Regions from separate parts of the Anser cygnoides genome. Here region 1 is linked to region 2. Evidence: chromatin contacts called from public Hi-C data. All regions are on one chromosome and are shown on one strand. The core of a region is the stretch at or near the end of the contact, and the rest is flanking DNA. Distances in the headings are between cores, read along the strand shown. Region 1 has its middle 6.3 kb from the start of ECI2. Region 2 has its middle 8.2 kb from the start of PPP1R3G.

Region 1 (6,670 bases), core at 2,101-4,600, 330 kb before region 2:
GAAGGGGGAACGGTGCTATTATCATGGGTGATGGTTCTGATACACCAAGGTGATCAGTGCATCATCAGCTATATCACCAGTTTCTTCAAGATTGCAAAGTATCTCACAATCTGATCAGCACAATCATCTTCTTAGCTGTAATGGTAATTCCTGCACTTTTGCAATAATTTCTGCAGTCTTTATGTCACGTGTTTGCCATTTTCCCCATAGATTATCTGCAATATACTTTCTGTAATGTGAACTGAACTAAACTCAGGATTAAGGAGCTGAATATTTGCCATCCTTTACCATGACAAGGCAGCTGGTCTCTCTTTGATAGAAATTGTTTATCCAGGAAGCAGATGTGTTGGGTACTTTATTATTCAGAATTTGATTTCCATGGCAAATAGTATGGCATTATCACTACAGAGAATTTTAATACATATTTAACAGAAAGTTATCCTGATGATTTGTTCACCTTCCCCTTGAAAACCAGTCCAATAAATCCTGAAGGACTTAGTTGTGTGATGATATTACTATGTTTTGTGGTAGTGTTTTTGTTTGTTTGTTTGTTTGTTTGTTTTTTGGCATTGATGATGACAAGCAATTTTGAACATGTGAGATAGATTTTCATAGTTTTGCTTCTACACTGTAGGCAACTACTGTTCTTTTACTGTTAGTAAAGGACATTAATCACTGGTGTCTTTGTAAGCCTGGTTTTGGAACCCCCCTGTTTATGTGAACCATCTTCTTACCTCAGCATGAAAGGCATGTGCAGTTCCCAACACCCAAGAAGAAATTAAACTTCAACCCATTTATTTAAGCAGAGATTTTTACTGAGAGAGAACTTTAAGTGTGAGCTCTGAATCAGCAGCTAACTAATCATACAGTGCTTTTCTCCACTTTTCTTGGCTGGATTGTTTGTTTATTCTCAGGCAATCAGTAATTCTGGAGGAATCACTCTTTTGCAGCATTGTCCTTAGTCAGAATCTAACATACCAAATTCTAAGTCCACAGTTTTCAGTAATCACCACCACTGACTGGTGCATGCTCTGTCGTCTCACACTGCAACGATGTTCCATCCAGAAACATTCTTACTACTCCAAATCAATGCAATTCTTTTACCATTAATGCAGATTAATTTACCCCATCTAGCTGCAGATTATCCTCATCTAATAAAAACATCATGTGTTCTACCTTGAATTATGAACCTTTCCAAATGTCTCAGAATTTAGTACAGTTGGACAACATATATCATTCTTATGAAGATCACATGTGCTGGGCTACAAGTTTAGGCTTACCTCCCTAAAATATTTTCACAAATGAGGATCTGAAGGGCTAAGCTTATGTCTGGAAAATACTCTAATTATTTAGGCACTGTGCCACTATTGAAGGCCTTGCCTCAAGCGTGCTGTAAAGTTAGCTGACGTATTCTTATTGCTTAGTCCTACTCCCTGTGTACTATGTTGTCTCTTAATATTTTCTCTCAGAATTTTACTGTTCAGCCTTTCCGATCCTTTAGAGTATGGCTGCATGACATGTCTGTGTTGAGCAGGGTCTTGTACAATTTTCCTTAGGTAGATCATGGGCAGATTCCTATTTGCTTTGGTCATTCACCATTTGCTTCCAGTGCTCAAAGGCAGGGGAAGGCTATACTCTGTAGTCATGATTACTTACGTGCTTCTTGTTAGCAGCACTTAGCTGCTCTTAAAAGTTACTCCGGCATGTTTAAATAAATAATTTGGTAGTCTCGTTTCGAGTCTTCTCAGTGTAACTGGGGTGTTGGTGTTCAGAAATTACTACATTTTCCTCAGCAAGATGTTCAATGTATTGACTGAACAATTAAACTGCACAGGAATATTATTCTTAGTGTTTAATCAGAATAGAAACAAAAGTTCAATAACAAATATTTTTTTTTTTGAGGAAATAACATACAAAATAACCTCAGAGAGTTTTTGTAGACATTTAGTTGGTAACCAGTAAATCTATATGTTTAGCTTTTAAAAGACCTGTAAGTTTCAAAATATGTTTTGGATTTGCAACTCCTATTAACAATCTATGGAAGTTGTACACACTCAGCATGCTTTTTGAAGTGCTACTCTCATTTGTGTAAGGTTACATATCATATGCTCCTTTCCAGGACAGGTAAGATACCTGCTTAAATATAATCTGCCAAATGCAGGAAATGAGAAAGTAAAGTACTCTCTGAAAGCATCTAGAGTGGTACATTACGTTGCATTGTTTTTTTCACAGCAAGAGCACCTGGGAAAGAAACATTGCTGGCACAAGTTCAATCAGGAGATGTGGTTACAGGAGTCTTACTTTACATATGAATCAACTAACAACAGAACTGTTGTTAATTAAAGGAACTGAAATCTTCCTAAATTGGAGTTCTTTATAGATTCCTGAACCATTTAATGATGCAGGTGCTGGCTGTGGACTTTTCAAGCATTTTTGCCAAGCAACTATCAGTCCTACTCTTTGTTGTTCTTTCACTTTTTGGAAAAAAAAAAAAAAAAGTATTTCGGGGCATCATTTCACAGTTTAAACTTTAAACCAGTGTGTGCAAATGCTGCTACTGAAAGGAGCAGTCTATTTTCCTAAGGCCTTCCCTGTTCACTCCCATGCCTTCTTTTCTGCTGACACAGATGTTTTCACAGTCAAGCATTGAACCAGCTCAGGGTTCAGATCTAAGTTACAATTAGCCAGGCAAAAGCAAGTATGTAAATAAATAAAGGTTAACTGTGACCCAGATCAAATCTCTGATCCTTTGCATCACACAACTCAATGCACAGTCCTATCAGTGCAAAGGATAGAGATGTAAGGGAATCTGACAAGCAGTAGAATTGCTTCTTTCAGCAGCAGTGCTTTATTGCCTCAGCTTACGACATTAAAGCATTAAAGTATAGCCTCTGAGGGATTTGTTTCACTTTCTGTATTGGTCTAATTATATTGCTAAAATGTTTTACTCTCATATCACAGAAAGCATCTGTGTAAGTAGGTATAAATGGGGCTGTTAACTTGCTCCTCTAAGAAGTGAGTTATAAAGCTATAGTAATGTGCATCTATTAGTCTGTTAAAACCAGAGCTGACAGAGGAAGATAGTAGGTCCTTACAATTTTATTTTATTTTTTTTTGGTCGTACAGAGGAAAGTGAAACTGTTAATGGTTCCACTAAGCAAAAGACCACATCACGAGCTTCACCCTCCATCAAACAACTATCCTACTAAACATTTTTCTCATGTGTGGGATTTTCTTGGCCTTGATGTATCTCAAGTGTCAGCAATCTCTGCTTCTGCTTGTGTTGACCCTTGCATAACCCTTTGTGTTGTGCTGACATCCGCATTTGTGTGGGCATTCTGGGAAGCAGGTGAGACAACTGATCCAGTTAAAAAGTAACCCAGTCTAGAAGACCCATCAGCTGGACCAGTTTGCTGGTTTGACTTACACTGTTCACAAAAACAGTGGAGCTGGCACAGCTCAGAGCATAGCGACTGTTTAAGACAGCACTATTGCTGAAACGTTTATCTTTAGACTACACCCCTACGTCTAGCCAGACAAAGCTGCTTCACTAGGCTATATCTCGCTTTGCGTATGTGTGATCAAAGCCTACCTGGGGTAATCTCTGCCTGGCTTTGTTAACATGAGCATCTGTGGAAAAGTTACCAGATATCTAATGACTCCAAGCAAGTTGCTGAATTCAGGGCAGCATAAACTTAGAGGAGTTAAACCTTTTAAGACCTGGATTTACCAGAGTTGAAGTGCATCTCCTACAACTTCACCACTTCATCAGGCTTGGTTTGTCTGGCCCAGCGACCATCTTGACTGCAGGGTGTACTTGTTGCTTTTTTGGCAGCTCAGCGTGTAAGGTAATTTGCTTTCCAGGCTGCCTGTTGTGCAGGACTGGTTTACTTACCAAGGGCAGAGGTTTTTTGGAGGATTTATATTGCTAAGGAATTCAACGTGTTTTTTTCTCAACATGTTCCCCAAATACTTCAGCATGTACTTAATACATTCTTTTGCTAAGGGAGGATATCTGGTCCAATTTTCTTCATCTAGGGTAATTTTGTTCCAGTAAAGTCAAAATTCACCCCAAAACTTCCCATTTGGATCTCTTTAAGATAGTAATGTCGTTCTCTGAATTTGAGGGAGGGCAGATCCCTTTCGATCTCTCTCTGTATTAGCTTATAATAGGTCATAACTAACTTCATTTTCTCCTATTAAAGTTTAACTGTTGGTGTTCTTTCAAGCTGTAAGTTTGCAATCCAGCAAAATGTGTTTGTCTTGCTTTGGCCTTTAGTCTGTTCCACTATCCTCTTTTCTCCCTACAAATCGGGTAGACAGTAGCTCATGTAGATCTTTTACTGTGTGTTCTGCAATTTCTCACGTTTCGTGCCATAAGATAATACATTTAGACAGATAATCTACAGAGGGAAAGCAAAAATTTAAATAAACCATACAGTAATGTCACTTCAGTAAATACGTTTCATACAGGGCTCTGATGATTATTCCCTGATACCTACATTGCATCTCCACAAGCCTTAGCGTGTCTCTGCTTTTGTGTAGATACCACCTACCGTTCCTCTTCCTTGATAGCATCTCTCCTGCTTTCATGTAGAAATGTTTTTGGTTAAACCAAGCAGACAAAGTAACCACAAACAATGTCTGTGAAAAATACTTATTCGTGTGAGTTGTTCTGGATTTTTTTCAGAAAGAATATCTTCTAGATTAATCTTCCACAGTGCAGCTTTCTGGAATACAGCCAATTTGGTACTTATTGCTTAGCGATAGCCTTGAAAGGTAGTGAATTTCTGGTTAAGGATTTATTATTGTTATTATTATTTTATTTTTTAATAAGGACTGGCATTTCTAGATGACTATGCTCATACTTTCTTCATTCCTTAGGATTTAGGTACTTTTACTTACTTACTTGATTTATTCAGGGTCGTGCCTAAATTGTCCCTTTTTTATCATTTTTGTAGCCTCAAGGTATTTTACAGTGAGAACTGGAACAATTCTGAGGCATGCTGGTCATGGCACTAGGAAAGGCTAGTAAAATGATAGTTCTGAAGAAGCAGTGGTGGATATGCACATGAACTCTCACAAATTCTTAACCAAGTAGAAAAAAAAGCAAGAAAATTCCAGGCCCTGATCTGCTAAAGCACTCCTGGTGGAGAAGTATCTGTATCCACAGTCATATTGGCAAAGGGATCTGTACCTGTTGATATAATCACATCCCAAAATGGCATATAACTTGGCTGCATTTTATTTAAGAGACATAGATATAAAAAGGGTTGAATTGCCTCCTACAGTTGCCCAACTTTTAATTTACCATGTCCATGTACAAGAGAGAAGGACCTCGGTATGATGTCCTAGCCACGGCTGGGCTGGCTGGAGGCCACGGCAATGAGGTATGAGGCACTAAGAGATTTGGCTAGTGATGCAGACCTGAAGGAAGGCAACTGTTCCTTGTTGTCCTTCAAGGTAAGCGTTTTTATGTTCTTTTGGAAATAAAAAGTGCCAGGAGATCTTAGTTAAGCCTTTTTCACTTGAAGACACCAGTCTTACCTTTTGATTATAATCATGCTGTGTAACTCTTCATTTCCAACTGATTCATTATCCTAAGTCATCAATTTTGTAAGGTGCAGAACTGTAACGTGCTTTCTGTTGTTGCTGATCTCAGTGGGACCATTCAGCTGAACAAAATAAAACAGGTGTGCGCTGGCAGCATAGCAACTTTGGTATAGGTTTATTTAAGTGCTGTTTTGCAGTCATATTCTCTCACAGAAAATAAATAGTCATCTTAATAGAAACGACATGTTTATTCAAAAGTATACAAATCACCTTATAATGGGTCTTCCTGTGGCTGCAGTCACATATCAGTATCTTCATATAGCTATAAGCTAGAAGACAGGTATCAGAAATCTAGGGAAAGAAGAAATTTAAGCAGTCCTTCACAAGTAAAATATGGTGGTAGTCTTGTCACTGCACCGTGGGCTGCCTGCAGCTAGGGCAGGGCGTTCAGCCAGTCATTCAGTGTAACTAGGAGACTGGCTCCCACTGTAAATTGTCTTTGTACTCCCTTTTTGCTTTACGGCAAGTTTAGTTTTGAAATGTGATGTTAGTATATATTAAAAGTCTTCTTGATTATGCAAGAGTGATAGGACCTATAATAAGGAATAGAATTTGTGGGCACAAAGAAAAGCGTGCCAAAAGAATATATCATATTTTCCTAAAGAGTCGTAGAGGTGTTAAGTTTGGAAGGGACGTCTGGAGATTGTTTAGTCCAAGTGCCCTGCTCAAAGCAGGGTGAATTAGGAGCAGGTTGCTCAGGACCATGTACAGTTGGGTTCTGAGTATCTCCAGGGATGGAGACTCCACAACCTTTCTGGGCAACATGTTCCACTGTTTGACTACCCTCACAATAAAAAAACTTTTCTTCTGTTTAAATGGAATTACCTGTATTTTGATTTGTGTCCGATACCACTTGTCCTCTCTCTGGGCACCACTGTGATAAGTCTTCTTAACACCCTCCATCAGGTATCCATGCACCTTTATAAGATCCCCCTGAGCCTTCTCTTCTCCAGAATCTCCCAGCCTCTCGTTGGATGTCTGATGCCCTGACCCCATGATCATCTTAGGAGGTGGACCCTCTCCAGCGTGTGCATGTCTCTGTTCTATTGGAGAGTCC
Region 2 (6,541 bases), core at 2,779-5,278:
ATTCATTCAACCAGTGAAGCAGCAAAAATCACATCAGTGTGAAGATTCAGTGTCTCAAAAAAGCTTTTGAACTTCACTGGTTGCTTGGAGGATTACTGGTCTTTGCAGAACATACTGCAGGGTCACCACCTTGCTGCATTTACCCACTGCACTTATATGTGAAAAATAAAACGGCTTGCATCTTGTTGCAGTTCAGTGACAATTCTTGATGGGTCTTCCTGTTTCGTAATATGAATCAAGAAATGACAACTATGTGGATTTGGTCATAAACCATAATGGAAACACACCCACTGAACATATGTCAGGAAGGACATGGAGTTTTACATAGAGTCATTAGTTTTCAAATCTGAAAGGAAGACAGGTTTCACAGTTAAATAAAAACACTGCATTTGGCCAAGATAAATCTTCTGTTCTTGGAGTTAGAAGAACGGGGCTTGTATTGAGAAACAGATGCATCCTTCTTGTAGGAGGAGTAAGAAATGCCATTTTTTTCTTCATTTGGAGGGATACGTAGAAAATGGCATACAAAATTATGTGAAAATAAGTAGAATCTTTCTGATGATGGGTAAAAAAGGAAAACTCTGAAGGAGGGAAAAATACTCTTGAAAAAAGCCTTTGAAAAAGAAAGCCTAGAAGTAATTTGACTTAATCACTGAATCCATTCAATATTCAAAATGAAAATGAATCCATTGCCCTTGAAGTTTTACTCAGTTCATTCATTCAGTCTCCCTCTTTGGTTATTAAGCTGATTCTCCCTGTGACTCCAATCTGATTACTAAATCACTCCACAAGATATTAAGGGCTCCAAATTTTGGTTCGTTAAGATTAACCTGGCTACTCTTGATCTTGTTGAGTTATCCTTAGATCTGAAAGTAAGATAATCAGTTTGAAAGGATTTGGGTGGGACTGCTTATATCATTAGGAAATAGTGGTATGCGAGAGAGACGGCTATGGAAATCAATTAATAATTAAGACACTAAAGGCTATGATTTACTTAAAAGATTCTCAGTTATATTCTGAATACTTTTACAGTAGCATAAGCTTGGAATTACTTCCTTAATCTTGGCTAAGTTATGCACGGTATGAGTGACACTGACCCATTGGTGTTGTGAAGAGGATAACGTAGAACAGTAAAAAAACCCTTTCTTTTCACTTCAATTGTGCTCATGCGTATCCATTGTTTGGATGGGAAACAGAGCAGTGTGTGAACAGCGACACTTCCTATTCACGAACATCTCTGACTTGAACACCAAGTGTCTTCTTTCAGTTGAATTGTTTCTGAACTCCTTACTGTGCAGCTGCTTACTGAAATATTTTCTGAATATTGAAAATATACTGAATACTAATACTAAAGTAACTTGAGTCCTTCTACTTCACCAAGTAAAAAGATAAACAATTCAATTTTGGCACTATGAGGTTGCATTTACAATCTATCATACTCACATTATAGACACTAGATATGAGGTATTGAATCACTGAAGTAGCTGTCTTTAAATGCCTCACCAGTTTGGGAGTGAAAAACAATGAGAGACATGTGGGATTCATCTTTTTGTTTTAGTTGGATATGAAAACGGAGGCACAGCAGAGTTACAGCAGATTAGTTGTCCAGACACCAGCAAAGGAAACATATTTAGCTAAGCTTATTCTTAAATATTTACTGTACGGTAATGTGAACTGTCTATTATCTACAGACGGCTCATAAATGACAACTGCCCTGAACTACGCCAAGCCTGCACTGGGAAAAAGGAGCCTAAAACAATTTTATTAAGGTGGAATATTTTTGGCAAGGTTTAATTTACTTACTTTAATTTACTTACTTATTCACATGGAATAAGTATGTTCTCTGCAGTATGCACTATGGAGAATCCCATGAGGAAATCCAATCTCATCTCCAGAGCAGGACTGGATTACTGTTCAATAAGTAACGCCTACAGCTACATGTTAAGCAACATAGAGAAAAACAACGACACCAGCACTGAGTAGCTGTCTATCTTGTGTGCTTAATGTGAGAGTTCTGAGGGAAAAATGCATAGGAATACATAATTAAAGACTGTAACCTAAACAATACACACAAAAACACCACATTAAGGTTACAGAGGCAATGTCACTTTGGGCAGTTTTTAGCATATGGGTGCTCACATCTGTTTTCTCAACATACTTTTTACATAGATTTTTGTGGGTAATTAATAATAAGCTCTGCTTTACTCTTTAGAAAAAAAAGATAACAGTGCACTGAAATGCAGGCACTAAAAAGAGTAGACAAAATGTGTTTTACTCACTGGAGTTTGCAGGACAAGTTTTATGTATATCTCTGTTTATGACTACTGTAGTTTAGCACAACCTTTGGCTAGGATACTGGGACTGGTCTTGAAATTGCCACTGAAATTGCTACTGCTTTAATAAGCAGTAACAGACATGATTTGTACAAGACAGTAGGCATAGAACTTCTGTAGTTAGATCTGGTGTGATTTAGCTAATTAGTATTATATTTTATAATGCTTATAACATTTTACATTAGCTTGGGGGTGTATACCTGCCAATTCTGTAAAGCAGTGACTTCACTGAAATTACCGGTGTTGTAGCTACGCAAACATTTATAATTAAATACTTGCTAAAATAATTTCTAGACTTTGGTCAAATTATTTTACTATGACCACATCCATCACTCCCGTTTGTTCAGCATTTTTTTGCAAATATCCAGTGCAGGCACTGGTAAGCCTAATATTTATATTTTCTAAACCATTCATTGCATTCAGGTTCTTCTACTGTGTGTGTCAATACATTCAAGAAGGTATAACTTTCACAGCTCAAGGTGATAAAGTCTAATGGAGGCAGGGAGGAAGAAAGCGGCTTCCTAAAATGTAGTAATTTTCTTACATTAAAAAATGATTAAAGCATCTGATTTGGTTTTCAGAACAAAATGTTGCAAATCTATTTTATATAGAACGGTTCAAGATTCTTTGAAGATGGGAAATACAGCATCTTTTCCAAACAAATCACAGTTTGTTCACTGAAGAAAGTTAATTTCTTATAAAAACAACCCATGAAAGGTTTGTTGCTTTACTATGAGAAAGAGGAACAATATTTTAAAATAACTGTTAACCTTCCAGAATCTTTTGTGTGACAGGTTCATCTGTGATCCTGACTTTCACATTCACACTCCTCCTCCTTCATCTTCTGGCTAATGATTGCTGCCTTCTCTTCCTCCCACCCCTGGGCTGCAGCAGGTTACCTCTTGAAGTGCGCTAACATACCCTTGTATTTTTGTTTGACGGCCTGTTTCCATTCTAGATTAGTACATGACAGGGTCATATGTGCATTGTATTAAAAGGCATCAACTCTGTTTAGCTTCAAACAGAAGCACTTTCTGATTTTAAAGTGTTTTCTGATTTTAAAATGTTAGAAAATGCTGGCTTAGTTTGCAAGAGAGATGATCCTTCATATGCTACTTCAATTTTTCATTTTGTTGCTGGATAGGAATGTATTCGCAATCAAATGAAATTTAAAAGCAATTACAATCAACCACACCACTAGATGGAGCTTCTTTTCTGCCTTTCCTCCTGAAGATGCTGAAACTAGGACTGAATTCAGAGTATGTATGACCTATTCTATTAATAGTCAATGAAATATAAAGCTTTTTTTTTCACTTCTGGTGATGCAGGATTGAGCATGCCTCCATTCATATATGGCTATGTCAATGATTTTTATTTGAATACTATTAATGATAGCTATTAACGCCAATCCTTTGCTTTTGCAGTGTTAGTCAATATCACTCAGTCCTAGATTTCTTGTTCGTGCACATGAGTTTTGAGGTGCAGGCTTACTTTCTAGAACAGCATGTTAATAGTAAAACAGCACATATTTCTCCTGCTTTTTTCCTACTGTAAAAACTATTTATATTCTTTAGAAATGCAAATCTCTTTGTTCAGACCACTACATAAGCTATTTCATTCACTGAAATTCAACTCTGTTTTTTTGTTTTCTGTCTTTTAGCAGTACTGTATGTACTGTGTTACAGATACCCAGCTGCAGATACTATACAGTACAGATACTCAGCTACAGATACTCAGCTGCATATGTACATCAACTGAAACAATCCTTTCATAAGTCATGAGAATCAGTATAAACAACTGCAATAAACATTACCTCCCTTACAGGACCTTCTATCAGGTACCTACCTGTTTTGCTGTCTTCTAACATACCTTAGCAATTCAGAACAAACTCTAATTGTGGCAGTTCTGGGGAACCTAAAAGAATCAGGGTTGAATTTACTCCTTTTCCTGCAGTTTGGAAAACTACGCATTCAAGCAAACTATTTTTAACACAGCGTTTATACATCAAGGTTATGACTTAAAGCCTATTGACGTGTTTTAAGACAAGTGAAAGAAACAACTGACATACTACTTACCCAGTTGCGGCTGCCATGCTGAAAAGGTTGCCCTGCATTTGCTAGGAGTTATAAAACATGCTATATTGCACAACTCTGTTTTCCCAGAAGACAGAAGTATCCGAGCTGATGAGGTCAGGTTAACATTCACTTTTAAAAAAGCCAAGTCCAACACAACTGTGAAGATCGTCAGAGGCTTCGCCAGCTGATGTAGTAAAGGCCCCTCTGACCAGCTGACCAATTCTGTTGTCCAAGAAGAGTCCAAATGAGTTCATGCCACTATTGATTTTGAGTGAGCTACAGGCCTTCTTGCTTGTGACAAAAACACAAAACAGAAAACATCTGGGTGTAAGTTCATGTCACTTTCCATTTTCATGTCTCATTTCCAATGAGCAAAAATCTAATGCCTTAGAGAGGAAAAAAAAAAGTAAAAAAATCTAAGGTGTTGGACATTTAATGGTTCGTGGCTAGAGACTCAAAAAAACAGTTTAGAGATGAATTGCTTCATCAGTTATGCTTCATATACTATCTAGAAGCTCATTTTGGAGTGTATTTCAAGCATTTGGAATTTTGGAGTGTCCTTAGTCAGGAAGTAAACGTCTTCTGTCTGGGTAAGTTTCCTTACAGAGTTTTAAGGAGATGTTCGTTTTCAGTTTTCCAGAGGCAGACTGCTAGGTGGCAGGGCAGGAGCAAAATCCAGTAACTTAAGACAGATGGCAAGAAAAAAAATGATTATTTTATTAGCCCAGCAACGGTTTTGGGGGTAGAATGCCCTTTATACTTGGCATAAGATGGAGCTCTATTCTTACTAAAGTCAATCAATATGATGGCATAATCACAGAATCATAGAATCATTCAGGTTGGAAAAGACCTCTAAGATCATCTACTCCAACTTTTAACCTAGTAATGTTTGTCCTGCTCTGTTGTTTTAGGGTAACTTCTTTTAAGTTTGGGAAGATGCCATGAACCTTTTGTTCCCCTTAGGCTATCATTATTAACCTTGGGGCATCTAGAGGAGACAGCAGAGCTCTCTTCTGTGTGGCAGTTCTAGCTGTTTGCTTTTACTGTTTCACAGGTTCTGGTGTTGCCTTGATGTCTAACTTTGAGCAACTGCTGCGTGGGGTCTGGAGGCCAGAAACAAATGAATTTCTTCCTATGTACTTGTAAGGAGATAGCCTGTATGTCTTCTGTCAGACTTTTGCTCCAGCGGAAAGCTTCATCTGCACAATTTTCTTTGGCTCTGGTTCTAGCAGACACATTAGTCATCATGATTAGCATGGGGCCTTCCATGAGGTTTCCCATCCACCGCCTCCTCCTGAAACAACTTTGTGAACAGTTCGTTGATGTCACTAATCGCCAAGTTTAAAAAAAATCTTCGATACCAAAAAGAAGATCAGCAAGGAGCCAGGACAGCTTCTGCAGGAGCTGGGCCACCACACGCTCTGTGTCTGAAGAACTCCAGATTTCTGTGTAAGCTCTGGACCAGCACTCTGTGTATCAAGACATGCAGTATAGGGTCAACATCAGGCACTGGGGTTCAGTTCCCCCCCTTTAATCGCAGCCAAGCAAGAGATGAGGGGGACACCCGCCATGAGGCCTTCCCACCGCCCCCCAGCTGCAGCCGGCCCCTCAGAGCTCACCCCCCCAACACCCCTGACCCCCTTCTTTGCCTCATAGGGACAGGCCCAGGCCTGTAATTACATTACAGTGATAATGTACAGGGATAATGTACAGTGGAATTTGATCCACGTCATATTTTTTCCTAGATTGCTATGCAAAAAATATACATAAACACATAACACATTTTGGAAGCTGAAACCATTTTTCCCAGTGATTATCTGAGCTTTGCCTTTTCAAAGACTGTCTATTTGGGTTAATTTGTTGAAATGCAATAACTGTCTGTATTAGGATGGTAGTTTGGACACAGGAGGTTTTTTTTTTTTTTTGATCATAACAATTTACTGCTTAAACGTCTGACAAACATGACTTTCAGTCATCATCACAAGATTTTCAGTGTACCATGTAAATATAAAAAAAGTTTATATAAACATCTTACAAAACACAGGTTAGTACCTTTCAACCTCTTAGAACCAGAAGGACCAAATCTGAAATCTTAGGGAATGTAAAGTTTTTGTTCAATATGTTTTTTTCACA

The links. Hi-C and Micro-C count contacts between places; a contact is called where the count stands out from the background.
Region 1: a contact with region 2 is called in a Hi-C map of liver, with 2.8 times the contacts expected there. The contact joins two enhancer-like sites. A contact is called at or near these places in 2 of 7 Hi-C or Micro-C datasets (both in liver).

What each region holds. Positions count from the first base shown.
Region 1 is chr2:73,794,516-73,801,185 of Taihu_goose_T2T_genome, reverse strand. No RefSeq gene overlaps it. Among named protein-coding and RNA genes, the nearest start is that of ECI2, 6.3 kb to the left of the region's middle. Within about 2 kb of position 3,350, at least 3 of the 3 cell types and tissues checked have open chromatin away from gene starts, as enhancers often do. A contact at or near this core is called in liver, where this site is marked.
Region 2 is chr2:73,462,123-73,468,663 of Taihu_goose_T2T_genome, reverse strand. No RefSeq gene overlaps it. Among named protein-coding and RNA genes, the nearest start is that of PPP1R3G, 8.2 kb to the right of the region's middle. Within about 2 kb of position 4,028, at least 1 of the 3 cell types and tissues checked has open chromatin away from gene starts, as enhancers often do. A contact at or near this core is called in liver, where this site is marked.